Regions from separate parts of the Mus musculus genome. Here all the other regions are linked to region 1. The links are chromatin contacts, called in public HiChIP or PLAC-seq and promoter capture Hi-C maps. All regions are on one chromosome and are shown on one strand. The core of a region is the stretch at or near the end of the contact, and the rest is flanking DNA. Distances in the headings are between cores, read along the strand shown.

Region 1 (6,310 bases), core at 1,756-4,255:
TCTCTTACAGGTGAGGTGTCTTATCAGCAGTGGGGATCCGGGAGGGCAGAGGGAGGGATTGAGGTCTGATGTGGTCAAGAAATGTTAAAATAGAATATGCAGGAATGGCGTTAGTAGTGTTGACTTCAGGAAATTGAAACAGTCACAAGTAGGGCTGCTGTTGATGCAGGAGAGTAGTCACAGGAAGGGGGGCACTGTTCAGGCTACAGTGGAGTTGCCTCTGAGTTGCCACTCATGGATGACTGGAGCCCCTGGATGGACCCACAACTTCACCATCTGTCAGTCACAGACCATGCAACACAGACTTATTAAATGGGTGGTTTCTGGGACTAGAACCAAACTAAAAGCTTGTCACTCTGAGGGTGAATTGAAAGGGTTGGGAAACATGGATATTTCAAAATCATAGGAGGGAAAACAGGCCCAAGAACTGACTGGCCACACCAGACCAAGTGTAGTGTGGAATTCCCTGGACCTCATAAATTGGTGGACACCTAGCACTAAGATGACATGGCATGGCCCACCAGCCTGACACCCAGTATGCACCAAGGATCAACCGTCACAAAACACTACTCTGATGCTAAAGCGCCAGCTCAGCTTGGGCCCTGCTGCTCACTAGAATGCCTGCTGGTCTACCTGTGTGCCTGGTGGACCTGGACACACACACACAGAGTTTCCTGCTCCAGCCTATTTCCACTCTTCCCGAGACTCCACCCTGAAGCCTGTCTCTCCCCTGGGCCACAGCAGCATCTTCATCCCAGGGTTGGTCTCAGGTTCTTACCCATGGAGATTCTATTGACATTTCTGTCCGTGCACTCTCAAACCCTTTGCACTCTGCCATAGCCTCTTGAATCTACTCTGTAAACCACATAATAGAGACCTATAGAGAGCTATATTTACTGTGTGCAGTGTGACAGAATTAAAGTGGGAATCAATGAATCTGCATTAGCCCCTGCCACATTTCCGAAACAGGCGGGGTTGTCTGAGACACTGCCACCACAGAAACCACCAAGCATTGTGAAGGTGCACCGAGGCTGAGTCACTTCTCAGATCTTCAAATTCATCTGCATTAAATTTGGTGACGGCCCCATTCTTTGAGATGTGGGTGGATCTTCTATCGGTCAGTGTACTTGAGCCTAGCCCTGTGTAAGGCCTCATCACATGCTTCTCCTCCTGCAGCTTGGTGCAGTGGGCATGATGATCTACACACAACATGAACCTTTCCTCTGTGCCTCAGAGCACACAGACGCTATGCTAAGCTTCTCTATATTGTTCGAGGCTTAGTGTCTGTAATGCCAAAGGGAGCACAAATAATTTCTCATAGCAGCCATCCAACCACTACCAATAATGTGCTACCATCAGGAAACATATTCTAAGTTGTCCATGATTCAAAAAGGACTAAAATCCAAATTTTTAGGTGAAATTATTTGATCTCTAACAATCTACCACAACATTTTATTTTATTCTATTTGTTGAGACAGGATCTTACTACCTAGCCCTGGCTGGACTGAAACTGGTTATGTAAACTAGGCTGGCCTTAAACTCACAAAAATTTACCTGCCTCTGCCTCCAAAGTGCTGGGATTAAAAGTGTGTGCCACCACACCTGGCCTGCAACAACACTGTAATAATTTTAAACACTAAGAGTTCTGTGGTTTGACATGGTCCAAACTGTTAAATTCTTTTTTGCAAATTGTTACATTCTCATGACATTCGCATCTCCATCTTGCCAAATTCCCTTCTATCCCTAGTAAGAAAATAGGCTGAATAACCACATATCTGTAGGGTGACTTATCCAAGCCAGAGTTGGAAAGCAGAGACAATAATCACAAGGTACGTTGTGTGCTGCGTTTCCTTATCACTTAGGAATGAGGTTGGTTCAATTCCTATCAACTTAATTAATAGCAGAATACAGAGCTCATTTCCAGACCACCACTGCTGACCTTGCCTGCTAGGCTGTCATTCAGATTCATTTGATTTGAAAGAAAAAGCCCCACCACCACACACACACCTCTGACTCATCTGTCCTAATTTCTTTGGCAGCCCTTTTACAGCCTGTTCTGAAGAAAGCTGCCGAAAAATATGAAGTCGAAAATATTAGACATGAGTTGGCATGGTAAGGCACACATAAAATCCCCATACTCACTTGACAGAGGCAGGGGGATCACCAGTTCAAGGCCAGTGCTCTATTACTGAGTTCTAGGCCAGCCGGAGCTACAGACTGAAATTCTGACTGGGAACATAGCTCTGCTAGTTCTGCTAGTAGAGTGCCTGCCTAGCATGGTGTGGGGTCAGAAGCACTTGGGAGATGGAGACAGGAGGATCACAAATTCAACGGTCCTGTTGGTTATGTGTGTTGGGGGTTGGGTGAAGCTCAGTGGTAGAGGTCTTGATTAGCATGTATGAGATACGAAGTACAATTCCCAGAACTGCCATGCCGCGCGCGCGCGCACGCGCGCGCGCACACACACACACACACCCCAGAAAAAAGTAGTTAAGCACACCCCTGCCAAGTGGCCTACTGGGGGTGATGGGGACTGCGTTGTTGAGACAGGGTTTCTCTGTGTAACTCTGGCTGTCCTGGAACTCACTCCGTTGACTCTGCTGTCCTCAGCGATATTGCCTGCCTATGCCTCCCTGATGCTGGGATTAAATGCTTGTCCCACCACCACTTGGCTACATGGCCTGTTTTAATGTCTCCCTTGTGTGGGGGAAAGAAACAACAATAACAACAACAAATAAAAATCCAACAGTGAGATTTTGATTCAAAGGGGGAAAAGGCATGTGAAATGAAAGTTTAAAAGAGGAAGTTGTGTCGCAAAACGTTAAAATAAGGCGCATTCCCGGGGTGGGAAGTAGAAAGTCCAAAAGTAACTTCCAAGTGCTCCGGGCTGGGAATCACCTACGGTTAGGAATCGTACTTTCCCGAATGCTATACAAGGAAAGCAAGCCCAGGTGAGAGCGAGCAAGGCCGCAGCGGCTTAAGGTCGTCGGTCCAGGGCAGCGGCGGGTCACGTGACCTAACAACATGGCCGCCCGCGGAGAATGCCGCCGGGCGGGGCAGGATTCGGAGCCGGAGCCGGAGCGGGAGCCGGAGTCCGAGCCGGGGCCGGAGCCTGAGCCCCAAGCAGGCCTAGAGTCCGGGGAAGCGTTCGAGATCGTGGACCGGAGCCAGCTGCCGAGTCCCGGCGAGCTGCGGAGTGCGTCGCGGCCTCGAGTGGCCGACAGCTGGTCGGCGCCCATCCTGACGCTGGCGCGCAGAGCCACCGGGAACCTGTCGGCGAGCTGCGGCAGCGCGCTGCGCGCGGCCGCGGGGCTGGGAGACGGCGGCGGCGGCGGGGAGCGCGCAGGTAGGCCGGGGTCCCGCGGGCCGGGGCTGCTCCCGGGCTGGGGAAACCTGACCGGCCGGACGAGCTGCTCCGCGGAGCTGTGCCGCGCGGCGCGGCACGGGGCTCTGCAATTGGTGTCACCCACCGGGCCAGGGTGACTGCGGCCCGGGACTCCCCTCCCACCTTGTTTGTCTTTGTGAACCTCAGAGCAGCTGCGTCGTGATCACGGATTGACTTTAAATAGGAGGTTTACATTAGAGGCTTAGACGGAAAATCACCAGTGTTCGTATTTTGCATACTTGACAAATGAAGTCCGGTGCTGGTCCCCAGTTAACAATCTCGGCAGCCAGCCGGTTTGCACCTGCGGCTGAGGTTGACAGCGTATTCCAAAGTTGGTGAGAGCAGCGAGTCAGAGTCAGGAGGTTTTAGTTCCCTTTATTCTCCCGCCACTAACCCCCAACCCCACCCCCCGTGGGACGAAGACTTCCCATCACCTGTCCTACTCGCGTTTCCCAGTCTATAAAAACGGGGATTAAAAAAAAAATTAATCAGCTACGTTGAATAATCCAATTCAGCTGTTATGATCTAGATTAGAATTTCAGCATACCAATAAAGAACAAAAGTAAATTATTATTTGTTTTTTATAGCTGGGCTTGGTGATTCGGGTGCATACTTCCTGCACATGTTAATGTACGTGCTCAGAACTGCGCTAATTATAATCCATTGGTGTTTCTGAACATATCTAAAATTAAAATATAAAGGATAGCCAAGGGCGTTGTGGTGCTCGCCTTTAAGACCCGCACTTAGGAGGTAAAGGCTTGTGGAGCTCTGAGAGTTTGAGACCCACCTGGTGTACACAGTGAGCCCCTGCCTCTAAATAAATAAACAGACAAATAAATAAATAACCACGTTTCACTTGGCCTGGTCACTTACTGTGAATGGACCATGCAGACTTCAGGTTGCTGAGGTAAAGTGAGTGTTGACTGTAAATGCCTGGGGCATCACGTGCATACAATAGACTTTAGTACCCAGATTTTATTTTAAAGAACAAAATCACAACAAAAACAACAAAAAAGCTTCTTTCCTTGGTAATGAATTAACCTTGATTTTTCGGTTTTGGTCTTGGTTTTTGTTTGGGGTTTTTTTGTTTTGTTTTTAGTTTTTTGTTTTGAGACAGGGTTTCTCTAAGTATCCCTGGCTGTCCTAGAACTCACTCTGTAGACCTGGCTGGACTCGAACTCAGAAATCCTCCTGCCTCTGCCTTCTTCATGCTAGAATTAAAGATGTGCACCACCACCGCCTGGCAATCTTGGTTATTTTTATAACCTTTTCATTTGTGTGTGTATATGGGTTCACATATGTTTGTACATGTGCTTGTGTACTTGGAGACCAGAAGTTGGCTGTTTTCCTCAACTGTTTAACCCACCTTATTTTTGAGACAAGGTCTCTCACTAAGCCCGGAGCTAACCAATTGGCCACACTGTCCAAAAAGACCCAGGTGTTAGCATTCTGTCTAAACTCCACCCCCACAGTTACCTAGCAAGAGCCAGGCAGGCCTGACCCACTATAAAAGGGGCTGCTTGCCCCCTCCTCCCTCTTACTCTTGCTTCCCCCTTGCTTCTCTCTTGCTCTTCCCTTCCCCCTCCCCGTCCCCCTCTCTCCACGTGTTCATGGCCATGCCCGGCCTATACTTCTCAACTCTCTCCCTCTCTCTGCCTCTACTACGCTCTTAACTTCCCTCCCCATGCCCTGAATAAGCTCTATTCTATACCATCATGTGGCTGGTCCCTCAGAGGGTAGGGGGTGCCTTGGCATGGACCCGCCGAGGCAGCCCCTTCCCCCATACCTCACCACACCCCCATAGAACATATCTTATACCTCTTTATCTTTTTTTTATAAACACATCGCCAGGTATCGTCCTGTCTCTGCTTTCCCAGGGAAGCACTGGGAATACTAACAAATGCTGTCGTGCCCAGTGTTTAACACTGGGGATCTGAACTCAGGGCTTCAAGTTTCATCTCCAGCCCTGATGTTTTTAATCATTATGCTTGCCGTGCTGTGCCTGTGGAAGTCTGAGGATGCCTTTCAGGAGTCGGTTCTCCCCTTCTGCCATGTGAGTTTCAGGGCCAGCACTCAGATCACCCAGCCTGTACCCACTGAGCCATCTCACCAGCCCTGGTTTTTACTTTTTGACTCTTAAAACAATGGCTTAAAACGTACACACATTATGTACCTCCACAAAAATGTTTTCTTTCTTTATATCCATATCTTATCCTTTTTCCCATTTAAAATTGTTTTGGTTTTAGTTGTTTACTTAAGCCTGTTGGCTAAGAGCAAAGATACAGAGAGAATTAACAATAGTTCCCAAATCTCAGGAAGTTTTGGGTGAGGATGGAGAGAGGCTGGTAGTGGATTCAGGGTAGAGCTGGGTAGGAGGAATGGTTTCTGAAGTTCTGTACTGTAGCTAGAATAGCTAAGATCAGCAAGAACTACCGAATATTTTCTAACAGCTACTGGAGATGTTTTACTCAATCCTTCCCAACAGGGAAAGGAAAACTGTTTGAGATGGTGGATATGCCAGTTGCCCTGATGTTCGTTACATGTTAAATCTATAAGCCAAAATGTCACAGTATACCCCTTAAATGTGTACAATTACTGTTGCAATTTAAAACATGTTGACAAAATGGCCTGGTGGGTAAAGGTGTTTGCCTTCATATCTGATGGCCCGAGTTTAGTCCCCAAGGTCCACATGGTAGGAGGGGAGAACTGACTCTCACAACTTGATCTCTGATCACCACATGTGTACCATGGCGTGTGTAAACAACCCCCCTCACTAAATAAAATGCATATGTAAGTGGGCGTGTCCATATGTGTGGGCGTGTCCATATGTGTGGGCGTGTCCGGGGGCAGGATCATGGCTATTCCTGTGCTGCATCTTGTCTAACTGGAAAATCTTCAGGAAACAACACACAGAGACATCACCTG
Region 2 (6,310 bases), core at 1,867-4,366, 1.9 Mb before region 1:
CCAAGGCCTGAGTGGAGACAGGAAGACCAGAAGTTGACCTCTGACCTCCACATGTGCTAGCCACCTCCAAACAATTAATTTTTTTAAAAACAGAAGCCAAAATCAATCAATCAATCAATCAATCAATCCACCACATTATAACAGAGGAACTAAGACACGAGAAAGCTATTTCACCTGAGCTAGACTCTGTGGCTCTTGTCAGATCAGAACTGAGAGCCCAGGCTGCCCTCTGGAGCTTTTTCTAGCTCAGCCCTAGGTAAAGTGCTCACATGCTGTGACTTAACTGCGGGATGGAGACCCACACCCAGGTCTAGCTAAGCATGCCTCTGCCATCCTTTCAGGTACCGAAGGAACCTGGGGAAAGCGCAAAGCTACAACGACAGTACAACCTTTCCGGAATCCTAGGGGCTCAGGTCCAGCATGAGGACCGCATGGCCCCAGACAGCCCCTGTCCAAAGCCTCATTCTAGAAACCAGAAATAAAGCGAATCAGCTGTGAGCTACTACAAGTGGGGACTGGCACCTTACTCGAGCTGTCATACCCCCACACCTGTCAGAAAGGGAAGAAGCTACAGGCCCCACAGCTTTGGCCAGAATCCCATCTACCCATATCACTCTCTAGCTTTAAGCCCAGAAACACCAGTTGGACAAGTTCCCCCAGGACTTGGGAAGTTGTAGAATGCTAAAGGAGCTGTTTCTCATCTCTCATGACTACTGCTGTAGGTGAGTATGTACGATTACAGCTCTTATGACATCTATGACTCGGCTAGGACAGGATAGCTTCTAGAAGTGAGTGAGCTGTCTAGGTCATCTAATGGCTGTTTTAAGATTCCACGATTGAATGTGCACCTACCATGCCTGGGTAGTTAAGAGTGGTATGAAAGAAAAAAAAATGGAGAGAGAGCTCAGGGGTTACAAGTGCTTACTGCTGTGGCTGGAGAGATGGCTCAATGGTTAAGAGCACTGACTGCTCTTCTGAAGGTCCTGAATTCAAATCCCAGCAACCACATGGTGGCTCATAGCCATCCATAATGAGATCTGACGCCCTCTTCTGGAGTGTCTGAAGACAGCTACAGTGTACTTACATAAAATAATAAATAAATCTTAAAAAAAAAAAAAAAAAAAAAAAGAGTGCTTACTGCTGACAGCCAGGGCTATACAGAGAAGCCCTGTCTCAAAAAAACAAAACAAAACAAAAACAAAACAAACAAAAAAGTGCTTACTGCTTTTGCAGAAGACCCAGGTTCGATTCCCAGACCCACATGAGGCATCTCACACCTGCATGTATGTACATAAACTCACATAGGCACAAGCATGCACACATTAAATAGACATTTTTTAAAAATGAATTTACCCCACAGACCTTTCTTAACCACCTAATGTGTGCCAAGTGGTCCCACCCAAGTCCCTGAAGACAAGCCTGAGTTTGGCCCTTCAGTTTTGTCAGTCCCGAGAAAAGCAGGCAGGCCCTCCGCAGTTATGCCTGGCTTGCTAGTAAACAAGCCGGAGTTAAGCCCCTCACCCATATCTCTGGTCAAGGAAAGAGAAGTTTTGGACAGCACACACCTGAGCTAAGCCCACACTCTTCCTGCATTCTGGGTCTGCAGTCAGATTTAGTGCTCCAGCCTGACAGCTGTCAATCTGCAAACTGACAGTGTCTCGTGAATTATTCTCCAATGACTCAATACCTGGTGCTGCACAAATGCTTGCTTCTGACATTAGTAATAATGGCATTAAAATAATACGCCTGTATATTCATGGAGTCCCTTCCTGTACACCATGTGGAATAAAAAATAAAATAAAATAAAAGTCTGTGGAGGATGAGTTCAACCCTCCCCAAAAGCTCCTAGGTCTCCTAGGCAAATGTCAAGGTTTCTAAGGTGTCCTTGTGCATGCCCCAAGGCTTCGTGTTAATCGGATCATTTTATTCTTTCCCCCAAACTCAGTGAAGTGTATATAATTGCTCCTATTTCGCAGATGAGAAGATTGAAGTTTTAAATCTTCCTACCAGTGTGACCTTGGACAAACCGTGTAGAGTTGCGGGCCTCCAATCTGATGTCAGGCCCTGAAAACAGTTTCCAGAATGCACAGTTGCATTTGGCGACACAGAACACGGACTCCGTCCCCGAGGCCAAGGAGGCCAAGCGTATGGCTCCCTATGGGGTCTCGCTCTCAGTCCAGGCCCAGGTCCCTGTTCCTGCGGCCTAAGTCCACTCAGGGCAGCCCGTTCCGCCCGGGAAGACACTGGCATGCGCGGGAGGGACCCGGCGCCACCTACTCCGGGCGTGGGCCGGCTAGGGCGTGTAGGGGCTGGGGGATCCAGGGCATGGCCGTGCCTGGAGTTCGTCCTCTCGGCGGAGGAAGCTGGGTCTGCACAGGCCCTTGGAGCTGGTGGGGAAGGGCTTGGGCCGTGGGAGGGTCTCTACCAGATCCACACCGACGGGATCTAGAGCCAGAGGGCGCCGCCGGGAAGGTCACCTAGACCCGCGGCCCGCCGGGCCTCCACGCGGCCGCCCTTGCCCTTCCGCTCCTCGCATGTTCGAACCGCCCCTGGCTTCCAAATGCAGGTGCTCTGAACGCTCGAGCTAGAATCTGGGAGATCCGCTCTGCGCCCGCCCTCCAGGCCTCCTCTACAAGCCCGCTGCCCCTCCAGGCCCGCAATGATCGTCCCTGGTTCACCCTTCCCGGGGCCAAGCGCTTAGGCCCAGCGCCCTCGCCCGAACCTCCCTCGATCGCCTCCCTGGAGACTTCCCAGGAGCGCGACCCGAGGCCCTGGGGACTCAGGCATAGCCCAGGCCCTCTCCGCTGCGCCTACCTCGGAGGCGGTGACGGCGGGAGCAGCGGCAGCTACGGCGGGGGTTGCGGCGAGGAGGCTGGGAGCGCAGCGAACGGGCCGAGGGCGGAGCGGCGCAGATCGCGGCGGCGCGGACACGCCCCAGCTCTGCGCGCCGGACCCCGAAGCTCCGCCCTCGGCTCCACCCCGGACAGCGCCCAGACCAGTCTCGGGGTCTTCTTCCCACTCGCGAGCCGCGCTCTCGCCCTCTGCGGCTCTGTGATCATGTGTGGCCGCGCGTAAAGGCCTGCGTGCACTCTGGCACGGGGCGATAGGGAGGCGTGGGTCTGACGTGCGTGAGGTGTGTGCGTGCGCGGGGACACGCGGGTCACTGTTGCAGCCTCCAGGCTGCTGGAAGCATTTGGGAAGAGGGGGAGGGGAGCTTCCGGCACACAGAGCGGTGGCCTAGGGACCTCAGCGGATAGTGTCGCCGGAGTCGCCGAGGCTGCAAGTCACTCGGAGGCCCAGTGGGGACACTGGGCTCTGGAAGTGGCGCTGTATAGGTCAGAGCGGCTACTGTCCCCTCTGCTCCAACCTTGATTTCCGGAGCCTGCGACACGCCCGCGTGCGTCAGCGAGTCAGTTGCAAATTAAACTCTCCCGAGAGCCGGCTCCGCACTGTAAAGTTGCGTGCAATCTTCCCTAGTGTCAAAGCCTCTTTCCGCCATTTCCCAAGCATTTAAGAAATTAAAAAAGACAAAGTGGGTTTGTGAGACTGCGGAGTCTCGCTACGTGAGGTCACGCGGGTTCTGGATGTCTGCTTTCCTGCAGTGTAGAGAGGGCGGACACTTTTTCCCAGCCTGGTCTCAGCACGTGGCCTCCTGCCCTGTTGAGCGTGCCACACCAAGACTAACCAAATCAGGTTTGGAGAGTTTGTGAAATCACATGTGAGTGAAGACTTCACACCCTTTGCCTTCTACTAACAGACGTCCGAGGAGAATTCAGGCATTTGGGGTCCAGTAGAGGAGACGCCAGGTGGTTGCTCACAACCTGCTGTAGCTGAACAAGACAGCTGGGCATCCGCAGCCACTCTAGATTGAAAATGCTGTTCCGTGGGCTAAAGGAAGGGAACCAAGAGAGAGAGAGGCCGAGGAGAGGGAATGTAAGGGGGCCTAAGCCCATATCTAGTTAAGACTATGAGGGAAAGCCCTTCGAAATAGAATGTGGGCAAACAGATAGCTCCGTGGTACAGGGCTTGCTTTGCATTAGAAAGAACCTGTTCCCAAGTCTGCAGCTCTATCTACCCGGCAACAAACACCCAGCCCATTCCCGGAGTTAAAGCCAGGCAGGGAAAGCTGCTGAGTCACAGGGGCGTACAGGGAGGCAGAGTCGGAAGGACAAGACCTGGGGACACAAGATTTGTCTCCAAGAATCTTAACACTTGACCCAGAGCCCTGATGCCCAGGGCTGTGTGTCGTGGGTGGGCAGAAAGTCTGGCTTCTCGGAACTTCGCCCTGAGAGTCTTTCTTGGTTTTTTTTTTTGTTTTGTTTTATTTTTTGGGTTTTTTTTTTGTTTTTGTTTTTTGTTTGTTTGTTTGTTTGTTTTTTCCCGAGACAGGGTTTCTCTGTATAGCCTTGGCTGTCCTGGAACTAACACTGTAGACCAGGCCGGCCTCGAACTCAGAAATCCGCCTGCCTCTGCCTCCCAAGTGCTGGGATTAAAGGCGGTGTGCGCCACCTCCGTTCAGCGCCCTGGGAGTCTTGGTTTTAATTTAAAATGAATGGAGATGCAGAGGACTGGTAAGGCACTTACCTAAAACTCAGCGAGTGGCTTGTGTCACTTTTGCTGGGGAGACAGACAGCTATTTGCGGTAGAGAAGGCACAGATGACAGATTAAAGAATTCCACCCAAAGTCTACGTCGGCAAACCAGGGAAAGTGTTTAATTTATTTACAAGGTAACTCAAGGTAACTAAAAAGATCACCCCAAAGGCCCCCAACTAACAAACCTGCATGCATCCCTGGACCAATGCATGACTTATCAGCAGCTCAAGAGTTCCCTCTCCAGCAACTGTTGACTAGAGGGACCTCGTGAGTCCGATAGCTGGACTTCCCAAGCCATGTATGTTTTGGGTTTTGTTTGTTTGTTTGTTTGTTTGTTTTTAACTTTCTAGTGCTGAGGACTGAACCTGACTTTTATGAATCTCTTTCCTTCCAGAAGGGAAGGTTTTAAATCCAAAGAATTAGCCACACAAGAAAGGCAAAGAAAATCAGCCAGAATAGGGAGGAGACCTGGGAGCCCCTGGGATTGAAATCCAAGTGCACCAGAAATGTTATTCATTGATCTTTCTTCCCAGTCACAGCCTGCAGGGAGGGGAAAAGCAAGTCACCTTTTTTTTTTTTTTTTTAAACTGGACTCTGCCCAGCCTCCCCTCTACGGAGTCTGCCAAAGCTGATTGGCCTGAGACAGAAAACCTGATCCAAGCCTGGCCAGTCGGGTTCTTACTTGCAGATTCAAATTAAGAAATCCAGAAGCTTTAGGGAAACAGCAGGATGTCCTGAGTCTGCCAACTCCTCCGGCAGGCTTGCATCTCTGTTGGCCCAGAAAAGCAAGCAGAACACTGTGCAGTTGCAAGACGCTTTGAGCTCATTTCCTCATGGATCCCCCTCCTGAGTTTGGGGTCCCCAGAGCTACTTCAGTTCCATGTGAGTCCAGAGATGTCTTGTTGACTTGTGGGGATGGGCCAGTCCTGACCATAGTCCTGTTGGGGGTAAGTGACCCTATGTCACTTTTGTCCTGACCATAGGTCTGTTGGGATAAGTGACCCTATTTCACTTTTGTCTCATGCACAGGCTTCGTTGGAGTTGGAGCTGACAAGTGACAGAGTCCTCCTGCTCTCTTTCCCCTGACTCTGGGGAGGAATCACTGAGACCCTGGAGTTCTCTAGCTGTGAAAATAGACTAAAACTGACGCTAGGGTTAAGATTAGCTGTGCAGCTAGTGTGCACCTGCATCTGGCCTCTCCTGCTGTTTGCCAGCTACCTGAGTAATGGGTTGCTTGCTTGCTTGCTTTCCTTCTTTCTTTCTTTCTTTCTTTCTTTCTTTCTTTCTTCCTTTCTTTCTTTCCTTCTTTCTTTCTTTCTTTCTTTCTTTCTTTCTTTCTTTCTTTCTTTTTGCCTAATTTATTTACATTGTATTTTCTTTTAGGTGCAAAATCAGTTGCAGTCTTCCTTTGCACAGAACAAAGTAAACCATCCAGAGGGGATGCAGTTTTCTCTTAATAATGAAATGGTCTATGCGTGTGAGACTATTTTATTTCAGAGGCTGGATCAGAAGTTTACTGTATCCTTGGCTACATAATGACCTCAAACCCAGCCTAGGTTACATGAAACCCTGTCTCAAAAAAAAAAAAAAAAAAGTATTTTTTTTCTTCACCTTAGGGAAGTTCTTTCTTATACTAGGTCTTCTTTTAAAAAATTATATTTTAAGTTTTTGTTTATGTGTGCATGAAAGACCCACAACGTGAGGACTCCCCCACGT
Region 3 (6,310 bases), core at 1,758-4,257, 1.2 Mb after region 1:
CCAGGGCTACACAGAGAAACCCTGTCTCGAAAAACAAAAAACAAAATAAAACAAAGGGTATAAGCTATAAGTCCTTCTTAGCTTATTGTAGACAAATGACCCAGTAGTCTGCCTACTTGCTGCTAGATAATATCAAAAAAAAAAAAAAAAAATCAAAGCTAAAATAGGCTGTTATGTAATGGTACTATAGATGTTAGGAGTATATATACTTTTAATGACAACTAAAATAGAGTAAAACAAACGGTGTCAGAAATTTGCTTTAAAATGCTTCAACCAAGAATAAATAAATATATCAGAATCCTGAAACTCTGGGCATACAATTCACTGTACTACCTCTACTTTGCTTAATATATATATATATTATTCATATATATATATATATATATGAATGAAACGTCACTATATAGCACTGGCTGGCCTTGACTCACAGAGCTCCACCTGCCTCTACCTCCTGGGACTAAAGACAGCACTGCTGCCACCACCACTACTAATCAGTTGGAGAACAGACTAAGAAGGGATAAGAGAACCAAGAACTAGAGTTGCAAGATGAAGTTATAGTACAATCAATAAAATGGATGTGGTGGCCATCATGTGTTGTCCCCCATAACACAGAACAAAAAGGTTTTAATTTCTCAAAACTAGATGGGAAATCTCTTGAGCCAGTTTCTGATAGACAGAATGACCTTAACCATCTGTGAAAACATCTGTGGTAACATCAGTGAAAAAGCCAACCATGAGAAAGTCTCTATCCCTCATAAATTACTTAAGACTCACATTTCTGGCAATTTCTGTACTTTTTCACATTCTACTGCTAGGTTCTACAAAAGTGCAAGCAGATATCAAGAACCTTCACTTTACTACCTGTTCTGGACAGCGAGGAGTTAGTTCTCAAAAGCTGAGTCAACTCACAAGAGAGCACTCTTGGTTTAGTGGGAAGTGACGCCTACAGTGGGGCTGCAAGAAGAAACAGGTGTGATATACCTGCAGCTACTTTGAATTTCCAGATTTCAACTGTTTCCCATAAGGGAGTATCCTATATGTCAAGTGTGGTACAGGGCTTCTGTAACTTAAGCTCTTAGGTGCCATATTTGGTGACGAGAGGATGAAAGAGGCAACTCAAGAGCACTCAGTGGAAGAACGTGCGGATGGAGGATGGAGTCTAAGTGATATGCTGAAAAGAGGACGATATGTGCTTTGGTCATTTTTTGCATTTAATTTATGAGAAGCATATGCAAATGGTTAACAAGATTTGTTTCTATTATTTAAAAATTAGGAATAAGGACAGGAGGGATTTTTATAATGAAATATTCTCATAGTAGTGAAAGAGATACTTTTAGATACTCCAGCAATAAGGGAAGCAAGAGAGCATGAAGGGCAGTGGAGAGATTTTTCTGAAGCTAAGGGCCCACTCAGAGATTAGCTTGAAGCAATTAGTGTAGCCCATTTAACTGAATGCAAAACAACAAAAAATACCTTATTAACCTCAGTCCCTCTTAATTTCAAAATCCTTATCCTAATACAGAATCATTCCACATAATACCATTTGGCAAAAAACACTAGAAACAACTCAAAGATTATCAACTGCAGTCTAGAGATTTATCTAAAGCATCCTTTAAAATGGCCAATCTGCTACATGTTTGTAAAACAAACAACCCACCCGTTTCCGTATGAGTTCTGTAAAACAGATTCAGTAAAAGAAACAGAGAAGCAGGACTTATTATGCTACCACCTGTCTGAATAAAAGAGGAACGACTTATATATTTGCTAGTATTTAAATGAAGAAGTCCTTAAAGTCTACTCAACATCTTAACAAAAGTGTTTACCTTTTAAGGTAGGGCCCAGAACAACCTTTGAGAACAGTAAAAGAAAATCTTGTTTTCATATTTTGCATTAAATTTTTGTTTTTTAAAAATCTTTGTATTTTAATGCCTTGGACACGTGAGCATTACGTATTCAAACACACACACACACACACACACACACACACACCCCAGACAAAAGCGCACACACACACACACACACACACACACACCCCAGACAGACAAAAGCTTCAGGCGTACACAAACGGTCTTGGCCATCTAGACTAACCATCTTAAGATAACACACTAGCCGCGGCTCTCTCCACCTGACCTTTCTTTCTTTCACACCGCTGCCCCAGGACTTCCCCAAGCGATCACTTGGGTTCAAGTGCCTTCGCTGGCTTTTCCCTAGGCCAACACTTTCTCAGTTTGCGGTGGGGTGGGGGTGGGGTAGGGCAGATGGCGGCCTCCGGTTGCACCCACTGCTCTACAGATGAGTTTCTCCTAGGAGAGGGCCAGGAAGTGGAGAACGGTCTGCTTCCAGAGCCGCAAGTGTCTCTCAACACCTCTCCCCCACCAAAATGACGGGAAGAGGTGACCGAATCAGGTCATCTCCAAGTCTCAGAAACAAACTTAACCGCAATCAGGGCAAATTTTTAGGCGCTAATAATCGGGATTCTCCTCTTTCTAAGCCCGAAACGGCCATGACAGTCAAGGAACACCGGGGCGGACTCTGGCCCTTCCTCGGCCCAGGGCCTGCTCCGATGGCAGCCTGCCCGCGCGCCGGGCCCGAACCAGGGCTCTTCCTTCCCCTTCACTCCTAGAGGACGCTCCCCAGGGCGTGTGGAAAGTCACGCTCTCCCTCCCCCACTAGGACCCGCCCGGGACCGGAGGGCAGAGAAGGGAAGGGCGTGGCGGGCCGGGGAGAGGCGGGAGCGTCGGCAGCCCGGGACTCACGTACTGGCTGTGGCGGCACCGCGGGAGCCCGGCCGCCGGCGGGACAAAAGCGCGGACTGCCTGGCCGGAAAGACCCGAGCCGCAGGGGCACTTCCGAGGCCGCTCTGGGAAGCTGGAGGACTGACTCGATGGTCGGGCTCTGATCGCGCACGTGACCCGCAGTTTGTGGGTGCTCTGCTGGCCTCCTAATCCCGGCTGGTCTGCCCGGAGAGGAAGGGGGTTCTAGTTGTCTTGGACTTTTATTGCAATTCCGGGGTGCATTGGGGGCGGGTATAATCAAGTGGTGTGGTAAAATAGATACTTCACTTCCTGCTTGTGAAGCTGAGCTCATAGTTAACAAGCGAGGCTGGGGAGAGTCTTAGGAGGGAGGGCTGGGCTCCTGGGAGAAAGCGGAATATGGGGGTCCCATACCCCTTATTTCTAAAAGACCCTCCTCTCCCAAAGCCAAGACCCTCAACAAAGCTCAAATTTCCAGGAAGCCTGCTATTCGGAGACTGCAGAAGAAAAGTAACTGTCTCTCTCCCGGATACCAGCAGCTTCGTGTTTGTTTTCCAATGAGGACAAGCGACAGAGGTGAATATTTACTTACCAAAGCAGACCTGGCTCCATGTTGGGAACAGCATCTGTCCCAACCAGGCATACCCTGATCTCAACTTCCCAGCCCAGGGGCTGAGCTGCCCTTTCCCCCAGAGGTTCCTCCCTATATAATCTAGAAGTTTTGGTCACTCTTGCTTGCTCTTTTTCTCTTCCTTTATCTGAGTGCACCCCCCCCCCCCCCATGGGGACTTTCCTGGCCTCAGTCCTCGGAGCTAGTGAACTCGCCCACAGGAGAGCAGCTTCTCCGTAAACCTGCCTTTAATCTAATCTAACTTGAATTGGCTCCTTTCCGTGGTGGCAGAGAAATAACCTATCACAGCTACCTTCCCCGTTCTGCCTCTAACAAAATCCCCCTCACCCTCCCCCACCCGTAACTACAAAACTCCAGTTTAAAGCCTGTAATCTGCACCAGTCTACTCCTGTTTTTTATATCTTTGTAGGCAAGCCCTAACTCACCTTAATGACTTGGAAATGTAGAAGGAATGGCAATTTGAGTGTAGTAGTATCTCGACTGCATTTGGGCACTAAGGTCTATGCATCTCTAAGGTGGTCAGGGCAAGTGGAAAGTCTGCGGTAATGTCCAGCAGAGTAGGAAAACAGTGAAGCCCAAGATGGAGCAGGGTCCTAGGTCCTTGTCAGGCCAGCAAGCAGCAAGTTATGGAGAAGAACATGGACAAGTTAGGGGTTGTTGGGGGATTCTTCTACAACCCAAACAGTAGCTGAGACACAGCTACAAGTGCTTCAAATGTGACCAGTGCCACTGAAGACCAAGTGTCTAATTACATTTCATTGAAATAGCCACATGAGTGCTAGGATCCCACTTACTGGATAGCACAACTCTGGGAAGAGCTTTGGGCACTTCTTTGAGGCCTCTAGAAGAGTCCATAGTCTAAATTAAAGGCTATCACATTAGGCTGGCCTGCTCACATTCCAAGATTTTGGATTTTTGTTTGTTTGTTTTTCCTTTTAGATAATTAAGTATAAAAATAATTATATCTGGATTGGGACACTTTTATTTAGTAAAGGATAGCAAAGGATCATAAAGCCTAAATAAATCATCTTGATTAGGTAACGTTTATTGTGGACAATGTTTTTATTTTCCACCATGGTTTTTGTTATTCAGGCAATTTTTTTTTTGGCCTTGTATTCACACACACACACACACACACACACACACACACACAGAGAGAGAGAGAGAGAGAGAGAGAGAGACATAGACACAGACAGACACATAGACACAGACACACACACACACAAACACAGACATTCACGTGGACACACAAACACACAGAGACACACACAGAGTCCTTTTTTTAGCACTTGTCCTTTGGAACAGCTACCAAGACTGTCTACCTGTTGTATAGCTACTATGTACATTTGGTGGCTAATAAACACATGCAATATGGCTAGTATGAACTAAGATATATTATAAATGTAAAATTGGCACTGGATATCCAAGCTAAGAAAAAAAAAGAATAAAAACAGAATAGTTACCTAGTGATAACCACCATTTATATAAGATCCCACACACTTTTTTTTTTTTTGAACAAATTCTTACTCTGTAATTCTGGCTGGCCTCAAACTCACTATGTAGATCAAGCTGGCCTTGAATTTACAGAGATCTGCCTGTCTGTATGCTACCACACACAGACTTCCTTCCTTTTTCTACCACCAGTTGAATGGATTTTTTCTTTTTTAGAGTGTTGCAATCATGCTACCTATGCACTTTTTAGTGATTTAAAATATAGTGTTATTCATTATGATTTCTCATAATGCTGTTTTCTGTGTTGTTCTGTTGAATTAGAATCTCATTAGCCATTCTCCTCTTGTTCATGTATGAAGTGCTTCCTAATTAAGTGTATAAAAACTAAATTAGGTCTATAATAAACAATACTGTACAACAGTTTTTCTGTATGCATCTTGGACAAAGAGAGGACATTTTTACAAGTCCTAAAATAAGGACAGTAAGGACTGGGGCACTAGAGAGTGTGGCAGGGGAAACAGTGAAAGCAATGAGAGAGCCAGAAGATAACTACCTACCAGTTACTATCATTACTTCCTGTTGCAGCTGGATAAGAAAAAAAAAAACATAGAATATAAACACTGCAAAGCAAGCATATAATTATCCTACTTTCAGATAACAAGATTTTATTTTTATTGAGCTCAAGGGAATTAACTTGGAAAACCAGAATAAACAATGAGACAACACTGTAAAGTATGTGTTTTCAGAATTAACAGAGAAAGCAATAGTTTCCTTATGCATAAACTATAATTCTAATAAATGAAGCAAAAGTACATTTATAATAGGAACCAGCAGAAAATGAAATAGGAGCTAACAATACACCTGCACGACCTATATGAAGAAACTTTGCAGTGTTCCCGGGAACGCAGAAGTGCAACTGAACGTATGCAAAGTTTCCTGGATTCCACTGAGAGGAATGACTCAGACTCAAAGGTGCCCCCTTCTCATCTGTAATGACTCTCGTAACTACAGTCACAACCTCTTTGCAACCCACCATTGGTCCTGAAGTTTACATGGACAATGAGTAGAGACTCTTGCTTATTTCTAGCCAGTAAATGCCTTAGAGAAAGAACCAGAGACGGGGGAGGACTACTAAAACTTATCAGTAATTAAGTGGACATATTTCCAAGGCAGGCTTATAAACTAATTAAAGAGCAACATAGGGTCGGCATTTAATATTTTAAATCAGTGTGGGGAAGATAGCACGGGACAACTGGGAGGCATTTCAAAGCAGATAAATTTTGATTTAAACTTAAATTTAAATATAAATATGTATAAAAGATTTAAGTGTAAAATGCAAGTATGAACCATGAGTGGGGTTGAGAAGGGTGCATCTGCTTTTAGTCTCAGACATGTAAGAGGCTGAGGCACCAAGATGACTTAAGCCCAGGGTATCGAGGGCAACCCAGCAAACCTCTGTCATCAATAAATAAAT
Region 4 (6,310 bases), core at 2,662-5,161, 1.2 Mb before region 1:
CCCTTCTCCTTACCAATGATTGCATGGTCTTGTGTGTATATATATGCGTATCACTCTTGGAGGTGTGTGAAGTGGGGTTTGGGCCTTGATGCCTCATCTCCTCACCCCAACTGTCCTAGAGTGGGAAATGAAGACGGGTGGGCTGTAGAGCCAGTGCAGAACATTTGCCAGGTACACCCTTGAGGCTCTGTGCTGAAAGGCTGCTTTTGCTCCTCCTGCCAACTTCAAGAACACCCACACACTTGCCACGTTTTCGCCTTAGCATTTACTTCTATCCCACATTCTTGGAACTGTCTTCATCAAAGCTCAGGAGGAGATGGCAGAGATGCAGGCTCCACCTCCAACACTGCTGGAGCTGCCTGGGAAGACTCACACAGCAAGAAATCGGGGAGATGCTGTTAGGGTGGGCAGCTGCCTGCAGCCAGCCAGATCTCTTGGAAAGGGGCTGGGTTGCAGCCCAAGTCTCTCACAGAGGTGTAGGCAGTGCCTGCACCTCCTCCAGGCACTTGTCGTAGGTCTCCTGATATTCTTCATGGGGCTTCACCATGATCACACAAGTGGGACGCTTGGAGCCTGTGGCTGCACCCAAGTCCTACACAGGAGAGAAGAGAGCTGCTGGGAACAGGAGTCACAGCCCTAACCTGGCACGCAGCCATGTCCCGTTGGTAAACATTACATTTAAAAATACTTCAGTTGTTTGCCATCATGTACACTAAGCTCTCAAGCCATGGTCCTCCAAGCCAATACTGAATATTCCCACATGGCCTATGAGGGTATCCCTGTAGGCAGGGCAGTACCTCTGTTATATAAAGTCTCTGACACCCTTCACACATGTTCAAATATTCACCTCTGTTATATAAGTCTCTGACACCCTTTACACGTGTTCAAATATTCTTAGCATACAGACGATCCCCATCTTACAGGAAGGAAGCCTGCCAGCCATGTGCTATGTACTTTAGTCCTAGCTGAGATGCCATCTCAAAAAGAAAAACAAGCCACCCAGACCTAAGAATTCCAACACCTGAGATAATTCCTCAAACAGCCTCCCTAGGGCCAAGATGGGAATGGGGCAGGGTGGGCATGCGCTTCTCACCGTCTTAGAGGGGATGTAGACGTAGGGCAAGTTCTGGTCCTCGCACAGAACTGGAAGATGGCAGTACACCTCAATCGGCAATGTATCTCCTGCCAAAACCATGATCCTGCAACAAGAGAAGGCACCATCAGTTCTCCTTTGCTCCGTCTCTTTCCCTTTCAGTTCTAAGAGCTATCTCCAGCCTGGCTGTGAGGGCAGAGTCCAAGAAAATGCCCCACCCCAACCAAGGACCCCCACACTAGCCTTCAACTTCTGAAAGGAGTACAAAGTCATGTTTGGCAAATGCATTCCTCTGGGGACATGGTCTCTACTTGACAGCATGTAAATGCCACCGAATGTGACTAGAGGTGAAGTGCTGGGACAGATGAGGTACAGGAGAAATACCACGAAATAGGAACTCGGCTCTCCTTAGAGTCAGTTATGTTCCAACCAGGAGATGACCCTTGAACAGAGACTTGAGTGCCATGATGATTCCAGAATGGCAGGTGTGGGGACAGAATAAGGCCAAGGGTGGTACTGAAGGGCTGGTTGCCTTCTGCAATAGATAACTAGTGTGTGTGTGTGTGGTGGGGGGGGGGTGTCAGAGAACAAAGCTGAGAGGACTGGCAGGGATCACACCTAAGTGTTTGAGTAACACACAGACTCTGTCCCAAGAGAAAGCTTGCCAGGGCCCTCAACCATGGCTGAGAGCTGTCAGTGTACCAGACCCAGAAGTCCTGAAGATCTGCCCGGTGTAAGGGTGGTAGACATCTGTTTGCATACTCCGTTCCCTTTGGCACAAGGCTGGTCCTTTCCACTTGTTCCTTTGCTGTCCTTCTTTGTGGTCCCTTTCTCCTTGCCTTCCTGACCTATCATGGTGCCAGGGGCCACCTGAAGCTACCAGCCCCCATCTGCCCTACCAAAACATCTGCCTGTAGAATAGCTAAGCAGAGCATGTCCAAGGCATTTTCCATGTCAACTCAGGACGCCTCAGAGGGTAAAGACACTCACTGCCAAGCCTGGCCACCTGAGTTCAATCCCAGGGGCCTGAATGGCAGAAGAGAATCAGCTCTCCAAGTTGTCCGCTGGTGTTCACATGGGTACCAGATGCACATGTGTCCATACACATGCAAGTAGGCACCCACACGTAATAAAAGGTATCTAAAAACCACACTTCAGATGTTTTCACACAAACCTGGCTTTCCTCCACTGTCTGTCTGCAGTCACACACTACAGCCCAAACTAGCATGCAAAGTCATTATATGTCACCGTCTCTCAAATCCCTCAGCTGTAGCTCCTGCCCATCACCTGCCTTGGGCCATAACAGCTTACTAAGTCTGACTTGCCTCTCCTAATTCTTCCCTCGATGTCACGCCTCAGCTTGCACTCTGTTCTGAGAACACTAAACCTACCTTAGAAAGCCCACGAGGGGGAAAAAGAAAACAACAACAACAACAACAACAAACAAAACCGGGCATGGTGGGGCACGCCTTTAATTCCAACACTCCGGAGGCAGAGGCAGGCGGATTTCTGAGTTTGAGGCCAGCCTGGTCTACAAAATGAGTTCCAGGACAGACAGGGCTACACAGAGAAATCCTGTCTCAAAAAAAAAAAAAAAAGAAAGCCCAGGAGGGCTGGAGAGCCGGCATACGGGGATGCATAGCCATTTCTGGGGGTGCATGGCCATTTCTAACTCCAGTCCAAGGAGACCTTACACCTTGCCTTCTGGTTGCCAAGGGCACCAGTGATGCACCAACATATACACGCAGGCAAAACAGTCATACACTTAAAAGGAGTAACCACTTACATTGTGTAAGTGCCACTACACTGCCCTGTCCAAGAGCCTACTCTTCTCAGGATTCCACCCCCTCACCCCAAATAAACCTTCATTCATTCATTCTCTTCCTTTGTTGTTTTGAGACAGGGTCTCTATACATAGTCATGGCTGAAAACTTAAGAGATCTGCCTCTGATGGGATTAAAGGCCTATCACTGGCTTATCATTTTCTCCTTTTGGGAGTTTTGTTTGTTTTGAGACCTGTCCATAGACCACGACGGCCTTGAACTAGCTATACTTCGGAAGCTAGCCCGCATTCTCCCCTGCCCTACTTGGGAAAATGTCTCTCTACATATAGCACGTTGCCTAGAGCCTGAAAAAGTTGTGCCGTTCTACAGAGTGAATGATCAGGACTCTAGTTTACACGGGCTGGATTCCTATTCTCTTCCCTGTCATTTACTGGGAGTTCCATTTACTGGTAGTGAAGGGAGTTGACTGCTAGACTGGTTGGTCAACTTCACCTTTATTGAGTAGGTGGAATTTCTTCTTAACCAGTTAATAAGCCAAACTTAGTGCCGTAGTACTTGTGTACCGTGCACAAGGCCCTAGGTTCAATCCCCGGCACTGGAATATAAAAATAAAAACCACACAAAACTTAAAAACCAGAGGAAGCCGGGTTCTTACCCTTTCTCGCCCTTGTTGACAAATTTCTGAACCTCCTTCACCCCGCGACGAATCTGCTTCTGCTTCACAGCTACAAAGAGAGAGAAGCGTGAGCCGACACCTCGCTCACGAGGCTCGACCCCGGGCCGCCCAAGTCACCGGTCCCGGACCGCGATCGCCACGCGCCCGCCTCACCCTTCTTGATGCACTTGTAGAGCTTGCGCGTCAGGCGGCGGGAAGCCAGGGGCTGCGCGATGGGGTTCAGATTGACCAGCAGCTCTTTGTACGTGCGCTCCTCGCTGCAGCCCTCCGCCTGCGCCTCGGACTCTTCGGGAGCGGCCTTTACTTTGGTCATCTTAGCAACTACAACTCCGTCCCGGCATAGAGGAACCACGCGGCCGCCGCCTCCGACATCACTTCCGGGTTTTCAAGTGGCTCTACCCTGTGACCAATTGGGAAACTAAATATTCTACACCGACCAATCTCTAAGTAGATCTCTAGGGGCGGGATTTTGGATATGGGGGCGGAGTTAAAGGTCAATCTAAGCACGGGATTTGGATTTTCACCGCGGGAATCCCAGGGAGGCCGAATTTAGAACCGGGTTTCCAGAGGGAAAGGGGCGGGGCCTGGGGCCGAGAGGTGGGGCCCAAAGGGAAAGAGGCGGAGCCCAAAGGGAAAGAGGCGGGGCCCGGAGAGATTGAAGAGCGGGTGGAAGGAAAATACACAACGGGATTGTGTCCCCTGAGCTCCTTGTGACCTGCCTTGTGACCTGCTGCTGCTGGTTAGGTAAAGCCTGGCGCACCTGAAAGTTTTTTCATATTTTCTTTTCCCCCTCCTAGATCCTGTTGCACAAACTATAAACCGCACACCTTTGATCCCAGCAGTGGGGAGGCAGGGGCAGGTGGATCAGGTCAGCCTGGTCTACATAGTGACTTCCGCTGGGCAGTAAGGTCAGCCTGGTCTACATAGTGACTTCCGCTGGGCAGTAGTGGTGCATACCTTTACTCTCAGCATTTGGGAGGCAGAGGCAGGAGGAACTCTGAATTCAAGGCTAGCCTGTTCTACAGATCGAGTTTCAGGACAGCCAGGATTACACAGAAACAGTCTCCAAAAAAAAAAAAAAAAAAAACCGCAAAGAAAAAAGAAAAAAAAGAGGCCGGGCAGTGGTGGCGCATGCCTTTAATCCCAGCACTTGGGAGGCAAAGGCAGGTGGATTTATGAGTTCAAAGCCAGCCTGGTCTACAGAGTGAGTTCCAGGACAGCCAGGGCTATACAGAGAAACCCTGTCTTGAATAAAAACCAAAAAACAAAAACCAACCCCCCCCAAACAAACAAAAAAACACAAACAAACAAACAAAAAAACCCACTCCAGTTCCAGGGGATCTGAAATGTCTAATCTGCAAGGGCCTCAGGAGTGCATGTGCTGCACAGATGTGCTTTCAGGCAACACACTCACACACAGGAAATAAATCAATCAAAAGTTCTTAAATGTTAAAAGCAAATCTGAAAAACCAGAAAGGTAGGAAGGAAGGTGACATGTGCTGGATGAAGAGTCCAGCTAGCTAATGAGAACCCTGGAGCAACAGGAAACGGGGACCTCAGCTCTGTGACGTAGAGGGACTGAAGCTGGTAAGGGTGAATATGAAGGAGGATCCTGAGTGCCAGATGCCAAAAATCAGGCCCACATTTAGATCTGTGTTTTGTGAAGGACACAGAACTTACCTATCCCTGATTGACAACTATGAGACCTGTGAGATAGTTGAGTATGATTTCCAGCCACTAAAAGCCATCACTTGGACAGCAGCAAGAGGACCAGGATATGTCAGATTGGGATACATTCTCTGAATTGCCAAGAAAGACAGAACCAGGGAAGGCTGTTGGAGGAAGGAGCACTGGGTAGCCTAGTAAAGATTGAAATCATCTCTCTTTTTTAGGTTGTAGGGAGGCCTGGATGTGTCTCAGTAAGCGATTACTAAATGGTGGGGAAATCAAGTATTTAAACAGCAAATGCTTAATATTTGCCAGCTGATTTGAATCTGAGGGAGACCTAGTTTAGAGAGACAGAGAGGGTGACTTCTGAGACTCACCTGTCTTCTGATGTTAGGTCTGCACATACCCATACATTATGACAGGGGTTAGGAGGATACCTATATATTATGACAGGGGAGAAAGGTGGCTCCTCCACTGCCCAAGCTTTGATGGTCCCAGCCTTCCATCTTCCCCAGAACTTTCGAGGTGGTGGTGGAGGAGGAGGAGGTCTGGCAGCTTCTGTCCTAATCTACTACCTTTGTTATATCGCCACCTTCTGGAAAGCCCTGAAGTTACCGCTAGCTGTGGCTGGCATCTCCCTGTTTGCAGGGTGGACTCAATCAACGGTGGGTTTTGTTTTCTGTGTGGCATTAGTTACCTGAGGCCCACCTTAATCCAAAAGTACTAAATAGAAATTCCATAGATATATGGTTAAGAAGGTTTAAATATGACAGAAGCCATTTAGAAAAGGCAAGCAAGGGCTGGCGAGATGGCTCAGTGGTTAAGAGCTCCGACTGCTCTTCCGAAGGTCCCGAGTTCAGATCCCAGCAACCACATGGTGGCTCACAACCATCCGTAACAAAATCTGATGCCCTCTTCTGAAGTATCTGAGGACAGCTACAGTGTACTTACATATAATAAATAAATAAATCAAAAAGAAAAGGCAAGCAAATGAGTTTCCTGGAGATGGCTCACCATTCTGCACGGCTGAGATGGCCAGAGAGGCACAGCCCCAGTTGCTTCTTGCTGCCGATATGACTTTTCTGTCAC
Region 5 (6,310 bases), core at 2,201-4,700, 1.2 Mb after region 1:
CGTCTTTCCTTGGGGGAGGAGGGAGCACCACATTCCCTCGTTCTGATTCTGAGACCCTGTGACTCCTACAAGTCATCCCTAAAAGACAAGGCACCTGAGTGTGATGGAGCACACCTGTAATGAGGCAGGAGACACTCGGGAAGGTTGAGCCGAATCCAGGCTACAGATCAAGGTAGGACATTGAGGGTCCAGCTGACCGCCCGCCAGAATCAACCACAGAGTATGAAAGGGAACCAGCCCCATTGGACTGCGACATGAAAGCCCACAGCCCACAAAGTTTGGAAGTTTGGGATAACTCATTACAGCAGTCATTCAGTCCTTGCAATCACGAGAAAATGGACCAGAATTCCCGAGAAGCAGGGTGAGAGCTCTCTGGACCTGCTCCCTTCAGGTCCCCAGCCTCAGTCTTAAAGACAACTGTACTTACATTTCTTACCAGTATTTTTATTTGGGGGCAAATAACAAATTGCTTCAAAATTCTTTGGCTTAAGACTGTAACAATCACCTATTTCCTCATCCAATAGCAATAGCTGAAGAATTTAGAAAGTGGGGCACAGAGGGAAGGACCTGTCTGTTTTACGTTGGGACCTCGGGTTGGAAGACTCAAAAGCTAAGGCTAGCCTCCTATAGATGCATGGTCCATAACACATGTGTAATCTAATGTTGATGTTGACTGGGACACTGGCCGGAGTCACCATCATGTGCTCCTTCATGTGGCCCAGGCTTCCAGTGAACTCAGTGGCTGGGTTCCAAAGAGAAGGAAGTGCTCCAAGACGTCAACGGCATGGCCAGTTGAAGCTTTTTCTTTAGGCAGCCTTGGCTCACTTTTGCTTTCTTCAGTTCCTAAGGAGACTGCTAGTTCCTACCATTCCTATGAGAGAGCAATGAGGTGGAGAGCCGGCTCAGCTGTTAAAAGCACTGGCTGCTCTTCTATAGGACCCAGGTTCCACTCCCAGACCTAGATGGCAGCTCTGAACTCTCAGTAACTCCAATTCAAAGGGCCTCTTTAGGCCTTTGAAAAAAACAGGCATGCAAGTGCTGCACAAACATACATGCAGGCAAAACATGTATATGCACAAATATTTTTTAAAAAGAGAAATGAAAATGGAAAACCCTACCAGTGTGTGAGAAGAGGACAAAGTTAAACTGCAACAGCACTTATGAACAAAGCCTCTTGAAAACTCTTTTGCCATATTTTCCTTTTAAAAATAGAATACCCTAGGCGGGGCATGGTGGTACATGCGTTTGATCACATACTCCAGAGACAGAGGCAGGCAGATCTCTGTTGAGTTTAAGGCCAGCCTGGTCTACAGAGCAAACTCCAGGACAGCCAAGGTTACATAGAAAAACCCTGTCTCAAATACATACATATATACATACATACATACATACATACATACACCAAAACAAAACATAACATACAACAAGAGCAAGCAAACAAATAACAAAATAAAATATCCATCAACCCTGAACTGAGTTTTTAATATATCAGTTATGAGATTTGCCTGTAATATGCACACTCAGTTTAAAACTTGCTTTCATGGTTCCAGTGTTTTTAGGACTCCTTTGAGGAAACTAGCAGGTGAACCCACACCACCACGCACAACAACATTTGCACCATGGTGGGGTGAGACCTGAGTCTCGGCATACTGAAGGTTCTGCCAGCTGCCAGGTGGCTCTGGCAAGTCTTGCCAGTCCCTCTGGGGCCTTCTCACATTCTAATCTGAAGGAGCGCATAAGAGCAGGCTCCTTTCTAAGACGGTGCACATAGTGCAAGCTTGCCTACTACACCTGATGCTCCTCCTGCCTCAGCCTGCAGAGTTCTGATATTACAAGCGTGCACTAGCACATCTAGCTTCTAACACTCTGGATTCCATGCTTGCCCCTCTCTGTCAGAGGCTGTTTCTTAGGCAACAAGCAAACAGCAAATAGTCAACTTCCAGCCAGGAGCAGTAGAGCAACCATTACTCTAGCCTTACAACTAAGTCTCGAAATGGAAGAACCGTTGATGAACTGTCCCTCCTGTTTCTGCTTTGCCAGTATGATAGCAAGCACAGCTTAAACAAGTACAGAGCACATAGTGTCCATCACAGATAACGGCTCTCTAAGTGAATTACTTTCTTGTTAGACTCTGTATGATGTACCAGGCTCCATAATTTCAGAGGGGAAGAAGAACTGAAAAGAAGTCCGAGTAGATATGCTAAATAATTCAAGAGTATAGAGGGTAAGACCTAGGAGGGATACAGGCTATTCACCTGGGAACAGGTCAAAGGGAAACACAATGCTGCTATAGCCTGGCACCAGACAGACAGCCCTGAAGCCGTTACCTGAAGAACCACTGCCTCAGTTCCTCTTCTGTAAACAGACAACCGACTTTTGTCTTCTCCACCGCCCTTGATGTCTGGATTAGAATGGCAATACCTTGACGTCCGAAGCAGAAAGTGAGTTTAACCTGTTGCAATGACATGGAGTTTGAACACACTGTAATACAGCCTTCTGAGAAACAGAAGTGGGATGTAATGTTGCCATTACTGGTGATCTCCATGCTAAAAAGTCAAGGACTAGTGACTGGAAACGGGAAGACCCCAGAATCAAGGACGCTCTAGTCTAAATAGTACTAATGACAGGCAATCAAGCTGGCCAGCAATATTCTCAAGCACGAGAGCCTTACAGTAGCCAAGGTTAAAGAAAAAGAAGCTTCACCAGAAGGCCACTCTTCCATGGAGACTCGAATGGGTGGGCCACAGTCCCTCTGAACCACATTTTGAACAATGGGGGGGCTCTGCACCTCTTGGGAGCCCCCTGTTCCAAACATACTAGAAAGGAGGCTAGGAAAAAAAGTTTTCTTGCCAAATCACATATTTCAACATTGAGTCAAATTTTCCTTGTGGCTGAGCAAAAGCCAGCCCTAGTAACTTATGAAGCCTGGACGCTGGGGTGAGGCTTGCATAAAGTCCACTTTCCACTCCAGTCTCCCACTTCTTCAGGGCGACCCCATCTCTCCCCTGCCCTGCCCTGCCCTGCCCCGCACCCAAGGTGCCCTCCTGCCGAGTTTCACAACAGCTCCTCCTGGAGAAGCCACCCTCCCTCTAGCAGCTGAAGGCCAGGAATCCTGTAGCTGTGCGTTAAGTTCCCACTTCCCCGCGTGGGGGAGACTGCGCGCTGCGCGGCCCCGGGCGGGCCCGCCACTCTCACCGCCCTGGCTTTGGAGCACACTCGGGACTCAGACCCGACTCCCCTGGCTGCGCGGCCTCTCTCCTCCGGGGTCCTTGTCCTCCTGGGACAAGCCCCAGGACTGAGGACGCTGGCGTCCCCCGGCCCAGCTCACCGGATCCTCTCAACTCACCCCGCCTGGAACCAGGCTCGCCCCGGACCGGCAACACCCAGCGCTGGAGCGGCCTCGTCCGGTCTGGTTGGCCTTCCTGCTAGCCGGCAATGTGGTCCTTCCCCGGGAGGGCGGGGCGGCGCTCCCCAGCCCCTAGGCCCCTCTGTTGGTCCCCGCCCTGCCACGGGCGAGTCCGCGCTGGCCCCTCCTTCCAGGGCCTTCCTCTACTGCTGACTTCCTGATCACCGGTCAAGATCTAAACAACGGGTCTTCCCAAGTCCCCCAACTTCGAAAGGCAGTGGTAGCAGAGATGTTTGTTTGAGGCCCTTTCCCTCTCAGTTGCAGCTCCTGTGTAGATGCCAACCCCACTCACACCCTGAGCCTTGTCCAGTAAAGACTTTTCCCAAGAGTGTCCCTTGTCCAGCCCAGTGAATCTAGAGATTCACCGACTTTGAGGGGTGCAGCACTTGGTGGTGTTAGAAGCGTTTCCTCAGCAAGAAGAGCGTTCACCAACCTCAATTCTAAGAACCTGGGAACCATTCCTCTATGCGAGGGAAGTTGCAGACTATTAGTTGAAAAAAAAAAACAGCAAGAGAGGGGTGAGGGTGTGCAAGCAACAAGTATTCGGTTTCAAAAGGGAAGATAGGGAGGAAACACCTGCTGCCCAAGGTGGGTAAGAGCCAGCCTGCCGCCGTTTCAGTTCTGTCTTGTGTGTGTGTGTGTGTGTGTGTGTGTGTGTGTGTGTGTGCCCCTTTATGGGCGGGGAAACCAAAGTCAGGCCTGTACACTGAACCTAAGTCCTGAGGAAGGAAAGAATCAATCACAGGCTTTTGGAGTAACCCTAAAAATGAATGGGAGGGGGAAGGAAACCCCTGGATCTGTATTCCTTGGTATTTTTTTAAAGCAAAAGAAACATGGGAGGGGCAGGGAGACTCATCAGGACCCAACTGAACAGAGTACTTGGTAAGTACCTCAATCAGAGCCTCAAGCAGCCTGAGTGGGGGAGGAAAGATGACAACCAGGAGTTTCAGGGTCTGATTTAGATGTCAGCAGTGGCCCCGGAGCACAAACTATTTCTGAGATCTGAGCCGTGCATTATTAGCAACTCACAGTAAGCCACATCTCACTGACAGGACCATTTTGGAATCAGAGATGTCTGGGAATCCCTACTGTCCACTCACCATGGTACCACAGCCCCCACTGGCTCCCACATCCTGCTGTGCCTGGCCCTCTGCATAAGCCTTGGCTCCAACCACCCTTGGATCTTTCACCCATGAGGGGAGCAGAGGCACTGCCAGTTGATTACTAGATATACTCAACCTCAGACAGACCCTCCTACCTACAGACTTCATCACTACTGTTCCAGAGTCCCCAAGGTAACCGGGACTTTTAGGTCTGTGCTTACTGAGTGTTACTCACTAACTTGTTCGTACCAGACACCAGGAATTATGCAGAAAGTGGGAGTACCTTAAGGGCCCTTGTGGGCAGGTGAGGAAGTAAAACAAAGTTGTCAGGAGACACTAGGAAGCTGCCCTTCCGTCCAAGCCTGTTTTCTTGGCCTCTCTGTACACTCTCCCGCATCTCTGCAGAGCTCAGCAGAGAGAAGTCTGAGGCTTTGGGTGTATGGAAGCTGTTAAGTCAGAAGTCATAGCCAGATTTTAGATTTAGGCATTTCAGCTTCCAAACCTGGTACCCTGGTGAGCCCTTGAGAAGGACTGCTGAGATGGCTTTGTGCCCATGTGACAGGACACAGTGGGGCAGCGGAGAAGCTTCACAGTAGCAGCTGGAATTCTGCCCTCACGTAGAGGAAAGGGCTGACGCATGAGGGAGGGAGGAGGACTGTGTGTGGGTGTGGTGTGTGTATGCCCACTATTTCCAGTTTAGCTGACTGCACAGACTGTGACAGGAAAGTCAAGCCCATGCATGTGCCAAGAGAATGCCAATGTTTATATACTTTAGGCCTCTTTCTACTTCCCATAAAAAGGAATTAGGGACTTATAGCCTTCACACTCAGTGCCAAAGTGTGAGAAAAAAATGACCAAGTTCCCTGGATGTGTAAAAAGTTGGGAAACTGGTCTGAAGATATCCAAAATATAAGGAGCACAAATCACCATCCTGGATAAAATCCATACATAGTAGGTCCTGAAGATGGTGAAGACGAGGCAGCCCAGGCCATGTCAGAGTGACTTTCCTGCCAAGGCACTTAGACAGGAAGCAGGTCAGAACACAGAAACTCCCCACCACATCCATCTCTTCAGCCCTTTGTTTAAATTCCAAGGCTCACAGAATGATCCCCAGCAAAAAGGCTACCCTGCCTCCGAAAAAAAATAGGCTACAACATAGAATTTGGATTGGGTAAATTTTAAACAAGGGTAATAGTATTTGGTCTAAGCAACAAGCACGTATCAGTACTGAGGCCTTGGGCTCTACAGAGCTTACACTAGGGAAGAAAGTAAGAAATGGGAGCTGCCTGTCTAGACTCTGGGGATGAGCCTGGGATCAGATTATGTGCAAATGGAAAAAACAGGTAGATCTAGTCACAGGATAACAGAGAATTAAGAGGTAATATGCTTGCCTGCTTACTCTGCTACCACCAAAAAGGAACTTAAGAAAAAAAAAAGTAAAAACTTCCAGGAAATTGCTGCTCACAAACTCCAGCCTGGCTACCTGAAAGTGTTTGCAGTTTGGAAAGGACTCATGCTCTGAATTTCTGAAGAAACCTTGGCTTAAAGCCGTTAGAGGAAACAAAACCAAAGTGTTAAACTGGTGTTTAAGTTTCCTTTCTCATTCTTCCTAACATGTCTGTCCCAAACCACAAAGTGATAGAGAAAGAAAATCAAGCTTACTAACAATGTAGACACTGAGCAATGCCTCTGAAATCCTTCATTAGCTACCTGCGCTTCCTTTAGAATAAAGTAAGGTCTAAATAAATCCACTTAAAAATCCCCACACAACGTGTGATTAAATTTACCACCAGTCCTGGCT

What was found. Promoter capture Hi-C pulls out the DNA fragments that hold promoters and counts their contacts. HiChIP or PLAC-seq counts read pairs in DNA pulled down with a chosen protein or histone mark.
Region 2: a FOXA1 HiChIP or PLAC-seq map of pancreatic cancer cells shows a contact between it and region 1. The contact joins the promoter of Vdac1 here to the promoter of Rufy1 in region 1. A contact is called at or near these places in 1 of 39 promoter capture datasets (pre-B cells), 1 of 115 datasets of contacts at active chromatin or transcription factors (pancreatic cancer cells) and 1 of 9 other capture datasets (liver).
Region 3: an HNF4G HiChIP or PLAC-seq map of pancreatic cancer cells shows a contact between it and region 1. The contact joins the promoter of Zfp62 here to the promoter of Rufy1 in region 1. A contact is called at or near these places in 1 of 39 promoter capture datasets (pre-B cells), 1 of 484 Hi-C or Micro-C datasets (B cells) and 1 of 115 datasets of contacts at active chromatin or transcription factors (pancreatic cancer cells).
Region 4: a contact with region 1 is called in a promoter capture Hi-C map of embryonic stem cells. The contact joins the promoter of Nhp2 here to the promoter of Rufy1 in region 1. A contact is called at or near these places in 5 of 39 promoter capture datasets (cranial neural crest, embryonic stem cells, hematopoietic stem and progenitor cells and 1 more), 1 of 484 Hi-C or Micro-C datasets (B cells) and 3 of 115 datasets of contacts at active chromatin or transcription factors (embryonic stem cells, large pre-B cells and pancreatic cancer cells).
Region 5: a promoter capture Hi-C map of pre-B cells shows a contact between it and region 1, with 3 times the contacts expected there. The contact joins the promoter of Mgat1 here to the promoter of Rufy1 in region 1. A contact is called at or near these places in 1 of 39 promoter capture datasets (pre-B cells), 1 of 484 Hi-C or Micro-C datasets (the G1E-ER4 cell line) and 1 of 9 other capture datasets (liver).

What each region holds. Positions count from the first base shown.
Region 1 is chr11:50,427,820-50,434,129 of GRCm38.p6, reverse strand. Rufy1 (RUN and FYVE domain containing 1) reads left to right here and starts at 3,005. Exons shown (of 18, transcript NM_172557.3): 1 at 3,005-3,346. The coding sequence starts at 3,025.
Region 2 is chr11:52,357,657-52,363,966 of GRCm38.p6, reverse strand. Vdac1 (voltage-dependent anion channel 1) reads right to left here and starts at 3,116. Exons shown (of 9, transcript NM_011694.6): 1 at 2,815-3,116. It overlaps Gm51894 (a long non-coding RNA gene), which reads left to right and starts at 5,385. Exons shown (of 2, transcript XR_003949674.1): 1 at 5,385-5,476; 2 at 5,624-6,059.
Region 3 is chr11:49,199,989-49,206,298 of GRCm38.p6, reverse strand. It overlaps Zfp62 (zinc finger protein 62), which reads right to left and starts at 3,007. Exons shown (of 4, transcript NM_009562.3): 1 at 2,761-3,007.
Region 4 is chr11:51,617,374-51,623,683 of GRCm38.p6, reverse strand. It overlaps Nhp2 (NHP2 ribonucleoprotein), which reads right to left and starts at 3,911. Exons shown (of 4, transcript NM_026631.4): 1 at 3,707-3,911; 2 at 3,533-3,602; 3 at 1,094-1,199; 4 at 1-592. The coding sequence starts at 3,866. The coding sequence ends at 467. Rmnd5b (required for meiotic nuclear division 5 homolog B) reads left to right here. Exons shown (of 10, transcript NM_025346.1): 10 at 1-11.
Region 5 is chr11:49,247,692-49,254,001 of GRCm38.p6, reverse strand. Mgat1 (mannoside acetylglucosaminyltransferase 1) reads right to left here and starts at 3,450. Exons shown (of 3, transcript NM_001110150.1): 1 at 3,347-3,450; 2 at 2,328-2,452.